Regions from separate parts of the Sus scrofa genome. Here region 2 is linked to region 1. A link is a contact called in public HiChIP or PLAC-seq data. All regions are on one chromosome and are shown on one strand. The core of a region is the stretch at or near the end of the contact, and the rest is flanking DNA. Distances in the headings are between cores, read along the strand shown.

Region 1 (6,659 bases), core at 1,988-4,487:
CAGAGACTTTTCTAAAGATCCAGAGAACCGGTTAAATTCCATTTGGGGAATTACATTTCTACTTATGATCAATTGCAGCAGAGTTGAAGTTTCTGCCGGATTAAAATTTATTCATTTCCTGTGCTCAGCCATCCTAAGGCATTATTATTCAACTGTTAAATATCCATTTCATAATACCCTAAAGGTAACCGCATTTTAATTGAAGGGAAAAATCTATCAGCCAGTATGCACGTGGTTGCACATGCTTGAATGATCTGATGTGGATTGATTTCCTTTGCTCATGAATTAACATTCTGATTTATAGCATGTCATTTTTGAATTACTTAAGAAATACCAGCCTAGGTCACACCCAGCGTGGTATCTTGACTCTAATTCCAATGAACATGTTGGAAGGGAGATATTGCTACACCTTAACTTCAAAATCAGATATGGAAAATTTTCAGAAGCACCCCAGAACCCTTAACAAGTTCCACTTTGGATCTGCAGGTCAAAGTAAACTATTCTAATACCTGTTTATATTTATATCTTGAAGCCCTTTTGTGATTTTATAGATTTCTAGTACATCATGCTACAGCTCTCAGAGCTCCAGGCAGCAAAGCAATTTTTCCCTAGTCCATTCTCATGCTGAAATCTGACTCCTGGGGTCCTTACTTGCCACCCTCTCAATCTCTTCTAACTCTTACTATCTTTTAACAGAGCTCACAATGGCCAGCAGGGTAGGGGGTTGGAGGGGGTGTATGCTAGGGTACTTGGTGGGGCAAGACCAAAAAAGGCTTTGAATGGGTCTGTTTCCTGCCTGTGTGACAGGGCTTGGGAATGAGAGCATCAACCATTAGGACCACAGAGACTGTTGTCAAGTTAGGTGGGGCCTGACCCCAGAAAGACAAATCAGGAAATTCCAGGCAAAACGACCTTATTTGAGATCCACAGCGCAGTAGCTTGTGTAACCCACTCACGGGCATGGATCGCAGCATCTAGCCAGATGGCCGGCTTGTCTCCTCCGGTGCTGAACTGCAAAACAAGAGTGGAAATGCAAACCGTTCCACCACCGAGGACCCCTTGTTGGTTCCTCTTTTTGTACTAGATATAGGGGAGAGGGAGAAGGTGTAGCCACTGGTGCTGTTGATTAACTCTTCTCATTTAAAGGTTTTTTGGGGTTTTTTTGGTCCCCTTCTTTTAATGGGAACTTAAATGCACTTACATGAGAGGCATCCTTTGATGTTTGTAAAAAAAACATTGTGGATAATGCGATGACATGAAAATATGTTCATCACATGTAAATTTTTAAAAACAGATTACAGAATAGTATGACGGCATTTTTATTTTTTAAAAGGCTAGCTTGTGTTGTGTGTGTGTGTGCGCGTGCGCGCATACACCCACACAGGAGAAAAAGGGAAAGGTGATGAAAAAAGAAAAAAGAAGGAGAAATAGATATACAACAGAATGTTAATAGCTATCATCCTGTAGTTGTAGAGTTGGTAAAACAGGGATTTTTTTCATTTTTTTGCAATGATTGTGTTATTTTTGTAATAAAAATTCTTGTGATAACCTATTGAGTCCTTTATAAAATCAGGATGGCAGGCTTTGGGGGTGCTTTCCAGAGTTTAAATTTTATGATCTAAGTGACTTAGTTTTATTTGGAACAGCAGCTTTGCCAATTGGATCAGTAAATGAGGAGGAAAAGATTATTTTTGCACCATCAACTTCTATCTTTGTGCAGCACTCTAAACATCACAGATAAGGTAAATGAGAAATGCAAATCCTTGCTAAAAATTACTTTTCACACGTTTTGACAGTTTTAAAGTGTTTTGTTCTTTTTCCTTCAAAGAGCTTCAAAATAAAAAGTGGTGAACTTTGGAAAACAACATTCTCAACCACAAACCACCAAACCACCTGGGAAAAGGAAAGGCCAGGAAAATCCAAGCAGGAGGAGAATTTGGGGTTTCCTGACCCAGTTGTATAAGAAATAGGGGAAAGGAAATAAAAAGAAAAGAAGGTAGTAAATATGAGCACATGTGCCACGGTGTCACAATGTAGGCACACCACTCCTCGCAAGCCTGCTTTGAGGGAACTGCTCTGGAGAAATCCATCTGTCCCAGTGAGTCCGCTGGCGCTCAGCCATAACATTTCCAAATTTAGCAAAGAGTTGTGACATTATCTTTTTTTTTTTCCCTTAAACTCTTTCTAGGAAATCTGAGGAAATAATTTTCACTCTTTCTCAAAGCAAGGTTTAAAAAGCTTGAAATTATCAGCGCTAAGACTGCTGTCAGAGGTTACAGGTTGGAGTAAAACCATAACCTTTACAAACTAGCACCTTAAAAAAAAAAAAAGCCTGCGTTTCTGAGCATTCGCCTTTGCCGATTAGTTGGCCTTCATCCTGCAAATCTCGAGAACTCATGGTTTTAAATGCGGCTCCAGCAAATACTTGGAGCATTTCTTTAAGGAAAAAAAGAAAAAAGGAAAAAAAAAAAAAACCCTGCCTTTTAAAGGGGGAAAAGAGGAAAGAAAAGAGGAAAAGAAAGAAAAACAAAGCACATAACTCCTACCTTGATTAATTACAGAATACCCCATCCCCCGCTCACCCTGGGGCCCACACCACCTCCCCTTCCTCTGTTCCTATTGGCGAAAATTCCTCTGTTTCCCTGTGAGCAAATCTATCAAGATGAGAGCCTTAATTCACTCCCGCAGACCTGCGTCAGCTTGCGCAGTTAAGAGAAAAAGCAAAAGAAAGGGGGCTGGGGGTTTTGGGGTGGGGGCGGATACTCAAAACCAGCAAGGACCGGTTGGGGTGGGGGGAGGGAGGAACAGCTCCGCAGGCAGAGCCGGGACAAACCGCCCGCTTGGGAGGAGCGGAATTCTAGAAGCGTCTAGAGGAAAAATCACCACTGCACCTGTGTACCTTGAACACATTTATGGACCAGTTTTCAAAAGCATAGCCAATGTTCACTTTGCTCTCTAGACCAGGGTGGTCCGTAATTAGGTTATTCATTTCTTGGAAAATCTGAAATGTTTAAGATGAAATAGACATTTGCAAATAAATAATCTGATGCATCCGTTAGTGACTTTTCTCTCTCCTCCATTTCCATCCCCTTGGGGATGGAGAGGACAGCGTGGCAAATGCTGTGGGACTGGGGATGCTGGAATTAGAGCTTTTAAGAGATGATCACTGGGCATCTGCAGGGGCTGGAAAAGGGGAAGCCATTTTGCTACAGCAGAGCTGGTTCTTTCCAGTTTTATGCTTCACACAAAATGGCACTGCTCTGGTTTGCCCGTGGTTTGCCTCAGCCCAGTCCTGAGGTGGAACTTCCCCAGCCAGAAAGCTTCCTGCATTCACTAGCAGAGGAACACAAATTGTAGTGGCACCAAAAAAAGAAAAAAAAAAAAGTGGATTTAGAGGCAGGCGCTGCAAAACAGCTGTGCTGGTTCAGGCTGGGACAATGCAGTGCTGCCTCAGGCACTTCTGCCACCAGCTATTCCGGCTCCTATTTTCAGGGCTGATTGCAATTCTCTGCAGCTGGGGCACCCAAGCTGTGCCCACTGCTGGGGTGGAGACACGTCTGGGCGTGTGTGGAGAATGACCAGCATGAAAAGTGCTCCTCCAGCTGTTGTCAGCCTTGCTCTCCGTGGGACACAGACAGCAATTTGTGAAGCCAGGCAAAGCAGAGAGAGCATCTTGTTTCCTTCACTTCCTTTTTCTCCCTGACTCTCTGTACTGGTCCAGAATCCCTAATTTGAAACCTTTAGGGGCCATACATAGCTCAAATTTTTAAAAAAAAAAATTTTTTTCTTCTTTTTTGCAAATTTAGGAAGGTAGGAAGATACATTGTATTTTACACATGTGGCAGTGCTCCTAATTGAAGCATGTTAATATTTCTGGCAGTGAAACAAATGAGTAGCAAGTAAATTCTGGTCAGATTTTGCCCCTAAATGAGTTTAGGTCAGAGCAAGGTTTGCCACCAAATTTTGTTTTCAGAGTTCTTTGCACTTTAGAATTGCCGATTTGGGTAATCAGTACCTACTAAATATCTCCTCTCTGGCTCTTTCCACTCCTCCATCTCTCCCCTTAATTTTCCAAGCCCCATCTCCTTAGCCCCTCCCCTCCAATCTCCCCTCCAAATCAGTGCATGTAGACCACTGTGGGTCCCAAGAAAACTTCTGTGTCACAAAGAGGCAAGCACAGCACTATCCTGGTGACCCAGGAGAAGGAAGGGGGCATTCTTTACACCAAAACTGGGGAAAGACAGCAGAGAGACTGCATAAGACTTTAGTGCCATGACATCTAGGAGCATTTGCCAGGTTGGGAGACAACCCCCCCCCCTTGGCTGGAAGTAAGAGGTTATCAGGGTGTTCCCTGATTCCATCATCAATGGCAGCCATGAAGCACAGCTCTCAAATGGCTTTACGGGTGGCGCAGGTAAGAAATCAGCAAGGGGGGCCTTGAGAGGAGCGAGGGAGAGGCTGTTTTGTGCTCACTTAACCCCTCCTGGACAGTTCCAAATAATGGGGTGGCTGCTGGATGGGAAGATGGACTTTAGATCCTGCCTTAAGGCAGTGGCACAGATATTGGTTGTGAAATCCTAGGAGAACTTGGAAAAGTTTGGAAATAATATGACAGTAATTTCCACTAAATCAGCAAGTGGAAGTATAGGCCTTGGAATCAGAGGAGAGTATGGCCCATTTCTCTGATGTTCATTTTGAAACACCTACCTCTTCCAAGATAAGATAAGCCTCAAAGTTGAAGTTACCATTCCATTCTCTGATTAACATTTCTTCATACTCCTTGTCCAGCAGAACCTAGGATAAATCAATCATCCATGTGATTAGTTTATGGCCATGCATTTGAATCTGCAATCATGAAGGAAATGGTGACATTCACGTGTCCAGTCCCAAGCATTCTTCTTCTTGTCCCAAAGACTTTGGGGTCATACCTTTCACTTATTCTGCAGCACCCTGAAAGGAGATGGGGCATTAGTGGGACTCTAATCTAGCCGGATGCTGCAAATATAGGATGACAGTCAGTCCTGTGGTTGTCTTATGGCTCATTCTCCCTCTCTGAGAACCCAGGGTCTGAGGTAACCTCCAATTAAAAACTAAGTGAATAGTATCTTAGTTTTACCCACTTTTACTAACACCCTTCAGTTTGTACTTTTATTCATGTCAGATACTCTCTTTGCCCTTTCCATTACATTTTTTTATCACCGTATCCCTTTTGTGCCAAATGCCGAAAAAGAGGGACAAGCCCTCCTACCCACTCTGCAGGGAAGCCCAAACCGTAGGAAGGCCATAGTGGCACCCACAGATCCCTTCCCTGGCAGAGGGTACCCAAAGGTAAAAGAGGGTGAACCTTTTTTGTATATGGACCAGAAAGCCTCTGAACAGGGGGCTGTGGGATAATTACCTGAACATCTTCAATCATGATGGAATAAACAATTCCCTGGGACTCTAAGAAACCTTTGACTGCTTGGATGCTGACAAAGGGAACTTGGACATGGGTTGTCTCTCCTGGGATGGTGGTGATTTCCAGAAATCAAGCTGAAAGGGGTGAAAGGCCAAGGCATCGCTGGGTCATTCCAGGAAAATAGACATGGACAGATGTCAAGAAATCAGTTCCTATCTACTTTACGGCAAGCCTTCAAGACTAGAATCACTGTGGAATCATTATGATATTGCAAAAAGGGTTTTTCAATATCCAAGCATCAGCATATGTGTTATATTGTTTTTTCCCATATGGTTAGGTATTAACACTGGCAGAAGATAAAGATTATTTAAAACTATGGCAGTTTTTTTTTTAAACAACTGACATTCAAGTGATCCAATTCATTTCATAACAAGAATATTAATACTCTAAATTATTTAGGAGGAAAATAATGCATTAAAGGTGTTCAACAATTTTTCAAAATAACTTTCATATTCAACTTTGCTTGTCATTCTTACAAAACACATGTGAGATAGAAGAATGGTGTATTTATCCTCTCTATATTGAGAAAGTGAGACACAGGGAAGTAGGTGACTTGCCCGATTTCACATAATTGGGCCTACAGCCTAGATTTTCTGAGGTCCAGCTCCATGAGTTAGCAATCCACACATCTCATCAGAGAAGACAAGGCACAATGCAAAGTAAGAGACCTCAATCGTCATGTCTAACAGGGGAGTATCTACTCTGGAAAACAGAAGCCTGAAGATGTTCTTCAGCCTCCAGTTCCACCAGACTTTTTATTTGTTCTTCATTCCCTGGTATAATCTCAAGAACTTGGTCTGTAAAGAATATTAACCACAGACATGACCTTGAAAACAAAACGTAGACACTGTTTCCTGCTGCCTTCTGCTCCTATTAGTTTTTACATATAAGAGGTTAATGCAGCAGTCAATAATCTCTTTGACAACTGAGAAACTAATAAATAGTGTACTGACCCACATCCCCCAGAATGAGCAGTTAATAGAACGGCTTTACTTCCCCTAAGGAAATGTTATCTAAGTAATAATTAAAAGCTGTAACTAATTCTAGCAGGAAGTTTGCAGTAAAGTTACCTTTCCTTTAGTTAATGATTATTTATCAAACAACACCTGCTGCTCATAAAGCATTGGCTTTTAAAACTTGTCTGTTCCTGCTTTCCAGAACTAAAAAAAAAGTAGAATAATTAATTTGGTGCTTATAAGTG
Region 2 (7,191 bases), core at 2,189-4,688, 81 kb after region 1:
ATGGAAAGATGGGGAAAATGTTGGATGGAGATGAAAACAAATCAAAGGTATGTGTCTACTCTGATTACAATTATGTAAAAATATGCATGCAGATTGCCAAGGACTAGAAAAAAATAGCCAAATGTGAACTCATTTGTTGAAATAGGAAAATGGATGATTGCTTTTCCATTTTCAACTTTTTTCAATGTTAAAATCCTCTAATGATTGAAAAGTTCCAGAAACAAAAAAAAAAAGATGCAAATAGGATTTTATAGGTCAAAGGATGAGAAAACTCTGCTGAAGGAGTAGTCGAATTTCAGTAAGAGAAGGAAGCAGCAGGAATCAAGGCATGAAGACAGGAGAGGAAGAGCTGTCATTGGAAAACTGCAAAGAATCCAAACCGGGATGTATTTAGAAGAACATGGGAAGATGGGACCAGAAGGAAAGGTGGACCTTAGCTACTGAGCTGAGGGTTGCAGACTTCATTTAACGAGACTCTAAAGCTTTTTGAGCAGGAAAAAATCCAAGCGGAGCTTGATGACTCTGACCACAGCCCTGAAGATGGACAGAAGCTGGAGCAGGGGCAGCCAGGGAGACCCATGAGGAGACTGCTGCGTGATCCAGGGCTTGGCAGAGGAGACTGGAGAGCCTCTGTAGAAGAAAAATGGTCACAACTGGTAACTTGGTGCACACAACTCTAATATTTCAATTTTGGCCATTATGAAGATATGAAGCTAGTGGCACTGATAACAGAAGAGGAAAAGGAACTGGTTTGGAGCAGAAAGAAATTTTTAAAACACATTGAGTTTGAGCTGCTGTTGGGACATCCAGATGGAGATGACAACACATAGTCTGAATCTTGAGTAAGAGATCCACACTTTTGGCAAAACAATTTGACTGTCTCCCTCTTCGCTGGATGTTCTTCCCCCAGCTCTCCGTAACAGCTCCTTGCTGTCTTCACTAAGCCCTCTGCTCAAACATTGCCTCCTCGGAGCTTTTCGTGCCACCCTTCAAACAACACCCCTGTCACTCACTCGCCAACCCCCATCCCTCAGTTGCTTCTTCATTACACCTACCTATCATTTTACTGCTCCCCCCAACAGTATCCCTTTTGGAGATGGGATGCTATTTGCAGCTTCCTGTTTGAAGAACTAAACATTAAAGGGTACCTATGTGCCAATTCACTCTTAAATTTCTATTATGAAATGATAACAACTAAGCATATATTTTTCTCTTTCAGATCCTATTCTAAAGGTGTAAAACTTCTACTATGTTATGGATCAAAAATCCAACTCAGAAAAAAGGGCACACACCAACTGAGTGGTAGCAAACACTTGCAGGTATAGCCCATTGGCCAGCTCTTCATCACATGATGACACAGACACAACTAACTGCAAAGGAATCTGGGGAAAGTTGTCTTGGGGGCCATGACCAGCTAATAATCCTAGCACTACAGGGAGAAGCAGAGGATGGAGATTAGGTGACAGGAGTCATCTTCCCCTGCAGTAGATGTCTGAACCAATTGCAGAGCCCTGGCTTGTGCCTGACTCCAAGGACAGTACTGTGGATATGGGACTCCAAGTCGCCTTGAACGATTTAACTCTCACCAAGTACTTCCTTAATCGGCTCACCCTCTTCCCCTTCCCCAGGCACTCAAAAATGAGGGTGTGTTCAACATTTCTGTATTCTAGATGCCAAAATTCTATAGAGCAAAGGCCAGACACAACCATGCTGCTGCTTCTTGACCAACATTCTGGGTATTTTTAGCCAGCACCAGCTTCATATTTGCAGGATGCAGTACAAAATGAAAATGTGGGTCCCTAGTTCAAAAATTATCAAGACCTCTCCGGTCACTGCTGTGGCAGGGCTTTGATCCCTGGCCCAGGAACTTCCACATGCCACAGGCAAGGTCAAAAAAAAATTATCAAGACTTTTGTTTGTTGGTTGGTTTTTTGTTTTTGTTTGTTTGTTTGTTTGTTTAATAGCCCCACACCCAGAACACATGGAAGTTCTCAGGCCAGGGATTGAATCCAAGCTACAGCTTCGGCAAAGCCGGGCACTTTAATCCACTGCTCCACAGCAGGAACTCCTATCAAGATTTTTAAGACAGCCACAGCAGATCATTAAACCCAGCCCAGGCCCCTTCTAGGCATGGGGTTCTGTATGATTGTCCAGGTCACAGGCCTATGAGGCCGATTCCATATTTAGCCTGAAAATAAAAAAGAAGGAAGCTGTTACATATTGTGAAACCCACAGGCAAGTAATGTTGACTTTTCAACCTACTTCAGCTTTTAGGTGAGATTTTTTTCCTTGTCAGGCTCAGAAAATGTGGATGTGTCTTGGGGATCAAACAGATGGATTGTCTCATTTTACAGAAGACACAGAAGCCCAGAAAGGGTCTGTGAGTACCCAGAGTCCAGCTTGGTGCTGTGTACCAGAACCCACTCTAGAGGTCTGGCCTGGGGACTGTGTCCCCAGGGAGCCCTAGCAGCACTACAGGACAGGGTCATTTTCCCCATCAGGCTGGCTCTGTGGTGCCAGGTCACCAGTATCCTGGACAGTCTCAGGACCTCCCACTGCCTACTCGGGCTGGACTCTTCCTCTGGTCTCTGGGCAAAGCAGAGACAAAACCAGAAGTCACCCTGTTCTTGGCTCCCTTTAGGAAAAGTGCCACTGGTCATGGAAAAGCTGAGTGGTGGCCTGAGAAAGAAGGGCTTGGCCCCTGAGCTTTGATGCTCCCTTCTCAGACTCCTCCAGGCAGTGGGTGTGTGCCATTTGCGGTAGAGGTAAGCAGAGAGGTTACAGGTGGGCTGCTGGACACAGCCTGCCTGCCAGGTGCAGACGCTGGCCCGGGTGGGGGATGGACACACCCACAGTCATCCTGGCAGAGGTTGGAGCAGGAGGCAGCAGGCAGGAGAGGGCGGCGTGGGGGCTGCACGGAGCAGAGGCAGTGGCAAGGACAGATGAATGTGTCATGGTTAGCAGGCAGGCAGAGGTGTCAGATGGGCACGCTTTTCTCCAGGGGAAAGAAGCCCGTGTGAGACACCATGCCAGACGGCGGAGAGGGGAGTGATTAGCAAGCACGGAGTGAGTCAGGCATCCAGTCCCTTGGGCAGAGCGCCGGCTGCGGGCTCTCCTGGGTGCAGACTTGGTGCCAGGCTACACAGCTGGCGCCGGGAAAGGTGCCAGGCTTCCTGCAGGGGCCTCAAGGGGTGGGACGGGAAGCCTGGGGTCTGATGGCCACCTGCTCCTGGCTGGAGTCCAGAATCCGCTGGTGTCTCTGCCCCTGGCCCCGCTGGCCTCAGCTACCTTCGGAGCAGGCCCGATACCCTCCAGCCCTCAGTCCCTCGCCTTTCCCGTCCCTCTTCCTCTCCCGCACCGCACACTGAGGACCTGGGGCTTCTGAAGAGCCTGAGGGAAGCAGACTTACTTCCAGCCCCCGCAGCCCCGCCCTCGCGGAAGACCAAGCCTGTGCCCTTCCGGGAAGGAAAGGACACCCCTGCGTGACGCGCCCTGAGGCTCTGGTGGTCACGGCCACAGCACCACGGGCTGTCCTGCCTGCCCACGACTCCTAGGCTGGTGACCACGAGTTTTCTGGTGCCCTGGCGAGTGTGGGCAAAAGAAACCCATCTGTTTTGCCTCCCCTACCATAAGCTGGAGACCTGCCAGTGGCTTCCCAAGCCGTCGGGCCCCTCATCCCGCAGGCTCCTGGGTCCCCACAGACCTGGAAGACTAACATTCTGTGGCCCCATTTCTAGAAGATCCCATTCAGAGCCGACAGCCCCTCCCTGCTGCCCCCAGGCCCCGGTGGTCCCGGAGCTCCTCGGAGCGGAGGGGGAGGGGGAAGGGGAGGCGGAGCGGGGAGGCCCCAGGCTGGGGTCAGAAACTCAGCCGCGCTCCTCTGCAGCTGCAGGAGGCCCAGCTCGGCCCGGGGAGCCTCTGTGCCCAAATTCTACCCCTAGGCGGGCTGTCGCTCTGCCTGGTCCGGGCAGGGGGAGCGAGGAAGGGCAGCCATGGCCTCTAACCTGCCCTCCCGGCCAGGCGTTAATCAAGCACCAGCTCCTCCCGGGATCCAGGAGGTTACTCGGGGGCCACACGCCAGATGTTAGCGTTTCCACAGCTGTGCCCGCGACTCCCGAGGACGAGGGAGCTTTTCATACTCCGTGGTGGTCCCCCCTGCTTGTCTTTCTCCTGCCAGAAATTTCTCTGCCCCAGCTGAGGAGGGGGATGGAGGGCGGGGGCAGGCGCCCTCTTCAGCCCTGGGACCGGCCAGGGGCAGGCCCGTGCCGGGCCTCTGTCCCCCGCCTGACCCTGCACAGGGCCTTCAGGGTCCTCTCGCCCCCCCGCGTCCCTCCGCGGAGCTATGGGCACTTCCGAGACCCAGGGCCTCGCTGCGTCCACCTTCCCAGCGCTTTCCGCCCCCGTCTCCATGTTCTGCGTCTGCGAATGAGATCAGCACAGCCGCGCTGAGGTAAGAGGCTCTTCAGCGGCCGAGCTGGGGAGGGAACAGCAGCCGCCGGGCCTCACCTGCCCGCGCAGCCCCGGCTCGGCTCGTCGTGAGGCGGTGACGCACGTTGTCTCTAAAGGCCAAAGCCAGCAGAGCGAGCCTGTCACCTGCGTCACCGCGCGGGCGGCCAGCTCACCCTGCCGTGCGTCACAGATTATAGGCCTGAGACAGGGGTGAATGGCCCCTCGTATCTTTGTGGGCTGGGCGAGCGAGTGCAGGGTGGAGGGTGGGGTGTGTTTTTTGTGAGGTGGATGGCTCGGGTGTTGGGTGGGCTGTGTTGGGTGCGGATTACGTGACTGTGCGTTGTGTGCGGTGTGGGGGCAGCCGTGGGGTGACGGTGCCCCCCGGGGAGGAGGCTTACACCGTAGAACCCTAACCCCCCCCAGTTAACGTTCCCTCCCAGAGACTGTTACCGGGAAGGGCCTCGGTTTGTGTTCCTTATAGAGTGATTCTCGAAGTGTGCTTTGGGAGTTCCCACGGCGGGGCGTCTCTGCAGAGCCAGGACGCGGGTTCCATCCTGGCGGAGCAGGGTGGATTAAAGGATCTGGAGTTATGGCAGTTGCGGCTTGGATCTGATCCCTGGCCTGGAACTCCGTGTGCCTGGGGGCTGGCCTAAAAGGAGGAGGAAAAAAAGCGTGGTTCACAGCAGATACGGCAGAACCTTTTCCATTTTGCTTTTTAGGGCCGCACCAGGGGCATATGGAGGCTTCCAGGCCAGGGGTCTGCTAGGAGCTACACCACACCCACAGCAACTCAAGATCTGAGCCTTGTCTGCGACCTACACCACAGCTCAAGGCAACGCGGGATCCTTAACCCCACTGAGTGAGGCCAGGGATGAACCTGTCACCTCATGGTTCCTAGTTGGATTCATTTCCGTTGAGCCATAAAGGGAACTTCTGTTCTTCAACTTTTAATGTTACCTCTTACTAGCTTCTTGGGCTTCATTTTTCGAAAGCCTCCTGGTGTCATAAATGAAGAAGCTCTTACTAGCTTCTTAGACTTCATTTTTTGACACCTCCCAGTGTCATAAATGAAGCCATGCCCCTGGGTTGGTTGTGTTCTCAATTCCTTTGGTGGGTAGATTTGTTTCTTGACCATTTTAGAATATTCCTGAGCACAGACACTTTGCTGTCTCTTTTGTTTCCTTTTTCCTCTCCGGGGTCTAATGTGGGGTTCTCTACACAGCTGGTGCTAAACCGTTTGTGATATAAAATGGTGACAGCTTAGAACTAGAGACTCTAGAGGCCACTGGGAGTTACTGGAGTTGGCAGACCCTTCCCTGCAAAGTCCTCTTCCCTGCGCAGCCTCCTCAGCAGCCACACCTGGCCTGCCCCACCCCCATCCCCACCCCCACCCCCATCTCTTCATTAGATGAACGAGGGAATGAGGCAACTCCTGACAGCCCCAGAGCAGATGTGGTGCAGCTGAGGCAGCACAGCAGGTGCCTGTCCTGTGTCAGGCATCAATTCAGTTGAGAACTGTGTTGGGTGGACACAGGACTGGGAGTGCCCTGCTGCTGGTGGGCTGCTTGAGACTCTTCTGTGGGGAGCAGGACCTGAAGCTGGACCCCACCATTAGTCCCCAGGGAGCACATCCTCAATGGCCCCCTCTATGCTTATATGCCAAGCAGCCCCCAGGTGGAGCAAGAGGAATTAGAGGCTTTCAGGTTCAAATGTCTTGACAGACCTCTTAGCTTCCCACTCCCCAAGCTGAGTCGAACTTTAATTGAAGCCTGTGAAGCACAAATTCTATAGAAACCATTATGAGAGCTTTCTAGAAAAGAAGGATTGACAACACTCCCTGCAGGGAAGAGGATGAAAGTAATTCATGGCTCACCAAGCTCTCTGGGTGAAGAGCCCCAGGGCACCCAGCAGTGGCTTCTCCATCTCTGTCCAGTCCCGGTTCTCTTCCAATCCTGATCTCATTAAAAAGAAACCAAAAGGCTATATTACTTGGCTTCCATCTGGTCTCTTGAGATGTAAGGACTTTAATCAGGAGAACGCTAAAGAATAAAATAACTCTACAATAACAAGAAAGCTGCCAGCTGGCCCTTCCCGTGACCTTGCCAGAGTGCATGGGAAACGGAGCGCACCATCTGGGCTTGACTTCCCTCCTGGGGAAGAGTGAGTGATTGCAACACTGTAGGATCCAAGTTTACCCAAATCAAAAAAAAGCTGTGCCCCGAAACAGCCTATATCTAAAATATCATCGGCTTCCTGCATCCCACTGCCAGCACCTCAAACCAGCCCTTCTCTGTACCCTGTTCTGGGTCCCAGATTCCAACATGGCATCTTCAGGAAAGGAAAGATGGACAGCATCATGGAGGGATCGCAGGGGAAAAATGTGCAAAAGTCTTAAAAAGCAGGAAATAAATGACTCTGGTTGAAAAGACAAAAAAGGGGGTGGAAGTCTAGCATTTCCCAGTCCTCTGCCCAAGGCCCTCCTGTTCTCGTGAGGAGAATTTACACCTAAGTCTGTGAAGGAAAGTCTGAGAAGGCAAACTGCCCAGCGGTGACCCGTTGAGGAGGGAGGCGAGCAGAGCACCGATGGTTCATGTTGACTTTCCTTTTTTTCGAGGAGCCAGGAGAAGAAGCCTGAGTTTCTGGACCTGAGGGCAGCCCCTAAATTCCCTCCTCTGGCAATGCTGACTAGGCCCTGACCCTGCTGATGTGACCCCGGGGAAGGCGGGGCGACGGGAGCAGGAA

Evidence for each region. HiChIP or PLAC-seq counts read pairs in DNA pulled down with a chosen protein or histone mark.
Region 2: a contact with region 1 is called in an H3K27ac HiChIP or PLAC-seq map of skeletal muscle. The contact joins two enhancer-like sites. A contact is called at or near these places in 1 of 5 promoter capture datasets (liver), 1 of 47 Hi-C or Micro-C datasets (fetal skeletal muscle) and 1 of 2 datasets of contacts at active chromatin or transcription factors (skeletal muscle).

What each region holds. Positions count from the first base shown.
Region 1 is chr18:18,570,609-18,577,267 of Sscrofa11.1, forward strand. It overlaps CPA2 (carboxypeptidase A2), which reads right to left. Exons shown (of 14, transcript XM_021078736.1): 4 at 6,176-6,255; 5 at 5,514-5,532; 6 at 5,399-5,511; 7 at 4,708-4,794; 8 at 2,900-3,001; 9 at 913-1,011. Among named protein-coding and RNA genes, the nearest start is that of CPA2, 8.0 kb to the right of the region's middle. Within about 2 kb of position 3,238, at least 22 of the 83 cell types and tissues checked have an H3K27ac peak or open chromatin away from gene starts, as enhancers often do. A contact at or near this core is called in fetal skeletal muscle and skeletal muscle, where this site is marked.
Region 2 is chr18:18,651,328-18,658,518 of Sscrofa11.1, forward strand. No RefSeq gene overlaps it. Among named protein-coding and RNA genes, the nearest start is that of TMEM209, 40 kb to the left of the region's middle. Within about 2 kb of position 3,439, at least 56 of the 83 cell types and tissues checked have an H3K27ac peak or open chromatin away from gene starts, as enhancers often do. A contact at or near this core is called in fetal skeletal muscle and skeletal muscle, where this site is marked.